Linked DNA regions of Zea mays: region 1 is linked to region 2. A link is a contact called in public Hi-C data. All regions are on one chromosome and are shown on one strand. The core of a region is the stretch at or near the end of the contact, and the rest is flanking DNA. Distances in the headings are between cores, read along the strand shown. Region 1 has its middle 11 kb from the start of LOC103632102. Region 2 holds the start of LOC103632101 (splicing factor 3B subunit 3).

What was found. Hi-C and Micro-C count contacts between places; a contact is called where the count stands out from the background.
Region 1: a contact with region 2 is called in a Hi-C map of leaf, with 7 times the contacts expected there. The contact joins the enhancer-like site here to the promoter of LOC103632101 in region 2. A contact is called at or near these places in 6 of 25 Hi-C or Micro-C datasets (bundle sheath, ear, leaf and 2 more).

What each region holds. Positions count from the first base shown.
Region 1 is chr7:17,732,008-17,735,040 of Zm-B73-REFERENCE-NAM-5.0, reverse strand. No RefSeq gene overlaps it. Among protein-coding and RNA genes, the nearest start is that of LOC103632102, 11 kb to the right of the region's middle. Within about 2 kb of position 1,695, at least 9 of the 20 cell types and tissues checked have an H3K27ac peak or open chromatin away from gene starts, as enhancers often do. A contact at or near this core is called in bundle sheath, leaf and leaf mesophyll, where this site is marked.
Region 2 is chr7:17,486,119-17,489,106 of Zm-B73-REFERENCE-NAM-5.0, reverse strand. LOC103632101 (splicing factor 3B subunit 3) reads left to right here and starts at 1,496. Exons shown (of 15, transcript XM_008653953.3): 1 at 1,496-2,092; 2 at 2,535-2,669; 3 at 2,784-2,863. The coding sequence starts at 1,886.

The DNA.
Region 1 (3,033 bases), core at 446-2,945, 250 kb before region 2:
CATGTTGCTTTCAATATCAATATAGATCTATATATATATATATATGTTTGTGTGTGTGTAAATAAATATATATATAATTCAGTATTGTTTGAAATTTTGAAAAAAGGCGGGAAAACTTCCACTGGCGGCTGAATAAAGAAAACCGCCAGTGAAAAGTGCATTTCCACTGGCGGTTTGCTTTATAAAACCGCCAGTGGAAATGCATTTTCACTGGCGGTTTTCTTTATTCAGCCGCCAGTGGAAATGCACTTTTCACTGGCGGTTCCTTAAGAAAACCGCCAGTGAAAATGCACTTTTCACTGGCGGTTCCAAAATAACCGCCAGTGGAAATGCTGATTTCCACTGACCCCTAGCACTGGCGGTACTGAAAAACGCCAGTGTAAATATGTTTAGAACCGCCACTATAGAGCTTCTGTGTACTAGTGGGGGGCACGCGCGTATGGTGTAAATAGCTTGTGGAATTGACGTACATTTCCATCTTTGAATTCCATTGCTAACCAAACACTAATATTCATTGAGACAGTACCGATTCTGAATTCTACGCTCCAATACTGAGATCCAAACGGGGTGATAGCGAAATTATTAAGGCCTGTTTGGGAGGGCTTTAGGGTTTCTTCCGGCTTCCTCCATCTAAACAGGTCTAGCTCCATAAACTTTAGTTTTGGAAAATAAATAAACTAGAGGCAAGCTTCATAAAATTTATGAGGCTCCTTAAGGGGAGTTTCACAAACACTGTTTTCATACCTCGCGAAAATTACCCACCATGCACCGGTTACACAACATACTTCGGTTCTCCTGTGACAGCCCACTAATTATCAAATGTAATCAAGGAAGTTCACATAAATCAATTGTATTATAGAAGCTAGAATCCGTGTGCAAGACAAACATTTCTTGAACTCACCTCAACAATTTGTTGAAGTTGTTTTATGGTGAAGCAAACCGAAGACATAATTCTTGTAAGTGATACTCTTCCAAACAAGGACAGACATACCAATAGTCGCTAATTTGCTTCTAGTAATCATTAACCTTTTTGAATAGATATTGCACTCAGGCTAGTAGCTAGCCCATACCTTTTCGATGTTGCCTACTTGTGCTGTCGGTATGCTAGCTGCTGCTCTTGTTTTGTTGTCGGTGTGTTGTGTACACACATGCGTACAGCCCTTGACCAAGACGCATCGGCTTCTTCTTCGAGAGGCAGAAAAGAATGCGTGACGTGGTGCTCTTGATGCTTCTTCAAGAGGTACAAGTACAAACAACTGAACGGCCGTCCCGGCTTGTATAAAATAATCTGTCGTCGATAAGATGAGTTATATTATCGCAGGAACACACGAGGTCTTGGGCTGGTAATAAAGTTCAATGTGCTTCTAAGCACTTCTAAGTTCTAACTTCTAATAAGCTGCAATAGTATATTTCTAGACAGTAGGAATCCATCGTTTTCTAGATCTTGAATCATTTGGATCACTTTATCTTTTTTCGCATGTATACTCAGATTATTTCTACATCTATATTCACTCCACAACCAAATTCTTAAAAAAGCTGATCAGAAAAAATCAAAAAACATACGGCTACCAAACAGAAACCGAGGGGGGCAATCGAAAAGGTTCGATCACGTTGATCGATTCTTCTCGACCAGCAAGCTAGCTAGGGTCTCTGTCCTTTCTTGGATTGTTCTTCTAGAATATTGTGTGATAGTTCGTTCAGAAAAGAAGGATGTTGTGTAATAGCAAAGAAAACGTAAATGTTGTCCTGCTGATGAGATGCAGACAAGTGAATAGCCGTCCCTTGTTGTACATACTCTCTCTATCTGAATAAATTATTTTTCTTTTAAAAAAACAATAAGTTTGATTAAATTGATAGAAAAAAGCAAAGATTTATGACATCAAACCAGTACTATTAGACTCAGAATAAAATATATTTTTGGAATAAGTTTTTTTATATATCTGTGCTCTTTTTTTATAGATTTTTGTCAGATACAAAGAAGTTCGACTTGAGGAAACTCTAGGAGTTGATCTATCAAGGAATAGAGAAAATATAGTTACTTCTAAGTTACCATTTACGTGTAAGGACTAAGGTTGTGAGATTTTTTATATTCTTTCAACAGGGCAGCGACAGAACAAAAACAGAGAAGAGTAAAAAGGTTCAAACAGATTCATCCATAAAAAAAAGTGAAAGGTCCAGATGTGAACCAGCGAAGGTCTTTATTCTTTGATATGATTCTAGAACGCCGTGTAATAGCAAGGAAACACAAACTACTCGGCTTAGCATGCAAGCAAAAAAAAAAAATGCAATCCACACATGATTCACTCACTATAATCACTGGTCAGGTAATTAAATGCTGGTGATGATGCTTAGCATTGACAGGCCCCTAGCTAGCAGCACCATCAGTTCACCATCGGTCTGGTCCAGACTAGTGTAAGAAAGTTCAAAGTTTTCTGTGATCCATCACTGTCCCGGCACACGAAACAACTTCACCAACACCAGTTTGTGTGTGGCTCGCAGAAGTGAAGTGATGCGACATCATAACTAGCGACAGCGAAACAAGGGAAAGAAAAGGCCATTGTAATTGTTGAAAATCAAACAAGTTGGGGGGGGGCGTGCATGGAGCAAGGTCGAGAAATCCCATTTGTTATTTTGAATACTAGTTATTTTTCTCAACATGTGGCAAGATGCAACGAACAGGATAAGCTTTTCTTTCAAAAACAAAAGGTTAGCAATTTTAGGATGTAATAAGCTTTCCGTTCAAAAAATACTGTTGAAGAAGTCCTTGTGCTCGGAGCAAACCATGTCAGTTTAGGCTGGCTCAAGCAAGGAACCCTAAAAAGAGTCCTCTACTCTAAATATAGAGGATCAAATGATCCTCTACACTCTACAGCAGCGTCCTCTAAACGGTTCTCTAAATTTAGAGAACCCTGCTGGATTCTCTATATATAGAGTTTCTCTAAACGGTCCTCTATCCATTTGAATACTTTAAATAATCGGTTTAACAAAACTAAAATATGTACAATACATTTTAGAGTATAACAAATACGTGTG
Region 2 (2,988 bases), core at 247-2,746:
AGATTGGTTTAAATTCCAAGTAACCTATGCACTCACCTTATGCAAACTAGTTCATTTCTGCACTTGATATATTTGCTTTGGTTTGTGTTGGCATCAATCACCAAAAAGGAGGAGATTGAAAGGGAAATAGGGTTACCTTTTCCCACAATTAATTTTGGTGGTTGAATGTCCAACACAAATAAATGGACTAACTAGTTTGCTCTAGAATACATGTTTTACATGTGCAAAAAGGTTCAACACAAACTAATAAAAGATTCAAGTTAGGGACAAAAATAAACCGGAGCAAAGAATTGAGTGTGCTGTAGACTGGCGCACCAGACTAACTTGGACCAAGATATTGAGGAAAGCAACACCTCAAAAGAAGACATTAAGAAGATCAAGTGAAGTCCAAGAGAAGAATCAAGTGTTGCCTGCGGACTATCCGGTGCCTCACGCCGGACTGTCCGATGCACCAGGAATAGTAGCCCTAACGGCTAGTTCCAGGTGACACCGTGGAGGGAAGACCACCGGATTGTCCGGTGTGAAGTCCGGACTGTCTGGTGTATAAAGTCTACGCGCCAACGGTCACCTGCTCTGACAGACCTAACGACTAGGCGCACCGGACAAGGGCACCAGACTGTCGGTGATCCCACCGGACTGTCCGGTGCACCACAGAAAGCAACATCTTTCCTCCAACGGCTAGTTTTGTGTTGGGGCTCTATAAATACACCCCAACCAGTCATTTCCAGGTGTGGGAGCCCAAGAGACATACCAAGGCACATAGTTCACATTTCCAAGAGCTCATACACCCAAGTGCTTAATAGAATCACTTGTTGATTAGCGTAGGTGCTTTGCGAAGTGCTTAGGTTAGTTAGACCGCTCTAGCGCTTGCTCTAGGTGAATCCTAGTTAGTTGAGTGAGTTTAGATAAACCAAACAACCACTCGTCTCTTGCGCGAGCCGTTGTAATTGTACCGAGTGGGGCAAGAGTCTTGCGAGACCATGACAACCGCGTTTGTGTCACGACCGCCACCGTATACCGGAGGGAACGAGGCCCGCGACGTTTTCGGCCGGAAGCTCGATAGTGGAGACGACGGGGAGCGTCCGAGAGGAGCCGGAAGCGGAGCACCACTTGCGCGTGGAGAAGGCCCGCAGCTACGGAGTTACTCGATCGAGGTGCTTGGCCCTCGCGTGGGCTTCCCTTTGCGTAGGGACACCAACGAAGATTAGTCGGGACATTATGTGGTTCCGGATACCTCGGTAAAAATACCGGCGTCATCCACGAGAGTTTGCATCTCTACCTTACTATTTAAGTTTCCGCATTTATATTAAACATTTAAGTTTCAATCTTGTATTCATACTTATATAATGTAGATTGAAACTTAACCATTGCGGTAGAGATAACAACACTTAGACAAAACCTAGCTTGCACATTCTAGTTTGATTATTTGCATAAGTTTTGCTCTAAAGAATTATTTGTGATCTAGTTTAAGTGAAAGTTTTGGAAGTTCTAATTCACCCCCTCCTAGGCGTCTCCCAGTTTTCTACACTCATCGGTTCGACTCGGCTCGGCTCGGCTCGACTCGACTCGTTTGGTTTCAAGACCTATAATAACATATTGGGAACTAGGGGATAATGTCGTACTGAATTCGTGTAAATTATTATTATGTTAGGATAGAATAGAAATCATTTACTATTGGTAGGTATGATCCCATTTTCAACTTTTGTTGCCTGTTTGGTTTGTTGGTTTGGTTCCGCTCAGCGGCGTCGCTAGTTCGCTGCTGGATCCGCTAGTTTAACTTGGCCTCGTTCTCCCTGAGCCAGAATCCAGAGGCTCCGTCCTTCGGCTAGGCGAGATCACGTGTCTGAATCAACCAACCAAACCCTAACCCTTGCAGAGGCTGCGGATGAAGCCATCCACCGCCGGCGACGCCTCTGCGGCGGCGGCGGCGTCCTCTTCGGGGCCCTCTACCTCCGCGTCGACATCCGCGTCCACGTCTACCGCGGACGCCACCCACTACATCGCCAAGCGGGTGCTCCGGGGAAGCGCCGTGCTCCACGTCGCCGAGGGCTGCTTCCGCTCGCCCGACTCCGCGGACGTCGTCCTCGCCAAGGTTTGCTTTGCTCCCCACACTTTCACAGGAGAGATGGATTTTTTTGTGAGATCACCGGGGGATGAACTATCCCCACCTTTTCATTACCACAGTTTCTGTCAAAAGCCTGTAATGGTAGTTACAAATTGGGTCATGAGCCCATAGTTACAAAGCAAGAAAGGCCAGAAAGAGAGCACAAGCAAAACCACATACAATAGAACAACAATCACTAACAACCACAGAGAGAAGCAACCAAGCTACAGCTCCTAGAACTGAGGGTGGTGGATGGTCGCTGAATATTGCACCGCCAATAGACAAAACTCCGATAACCTCAATTCCACAGCCGATGACTATAAGGCTCTGAGCCAAGATGACAGACGACATCTTCTATCAATTTTACAATTTACATAATGCGTTTGCTGGTTCATGTTCCCTGTTTCATGTAACTGGGGTTCTGCTTCAGGAAACTTCACTGGAGTTGGTTGCTGTTGGTGATGATGGTGTTTTACAGTCAATATGTGAACAAGACATTTTTGGGATTATAAAAGATATTGGTGTATTGCAATGGCACTCTAGACATAATGGTTTAATTCCACAGGTACTTTTCCTTCTCACTACAGTCCGCAATCTTTTCAATGTTCTTTTGTACACAACACATCTGTGTCTAATTGTGTTTGGAAGTGAGTGATTAATTAATTGTTGATCTTTTCAGATAGAATGCAAAGATCTTCTGGTTGTCCTTTCAGATTCTGGAAAGCTTTCTCTTCTTTACTTTTGTTCTGAGATGCACAGGTTAGTTCTATTTGCCTCTGTTTTTAACTTTTATGCCTTTGTTCTCTGCTTGTTGGTACTAGATTTTGGCTCTTAAATGTTGTTTTTATGGTAATGCTTAGTCAACTGTATTTTATGCATCTAGC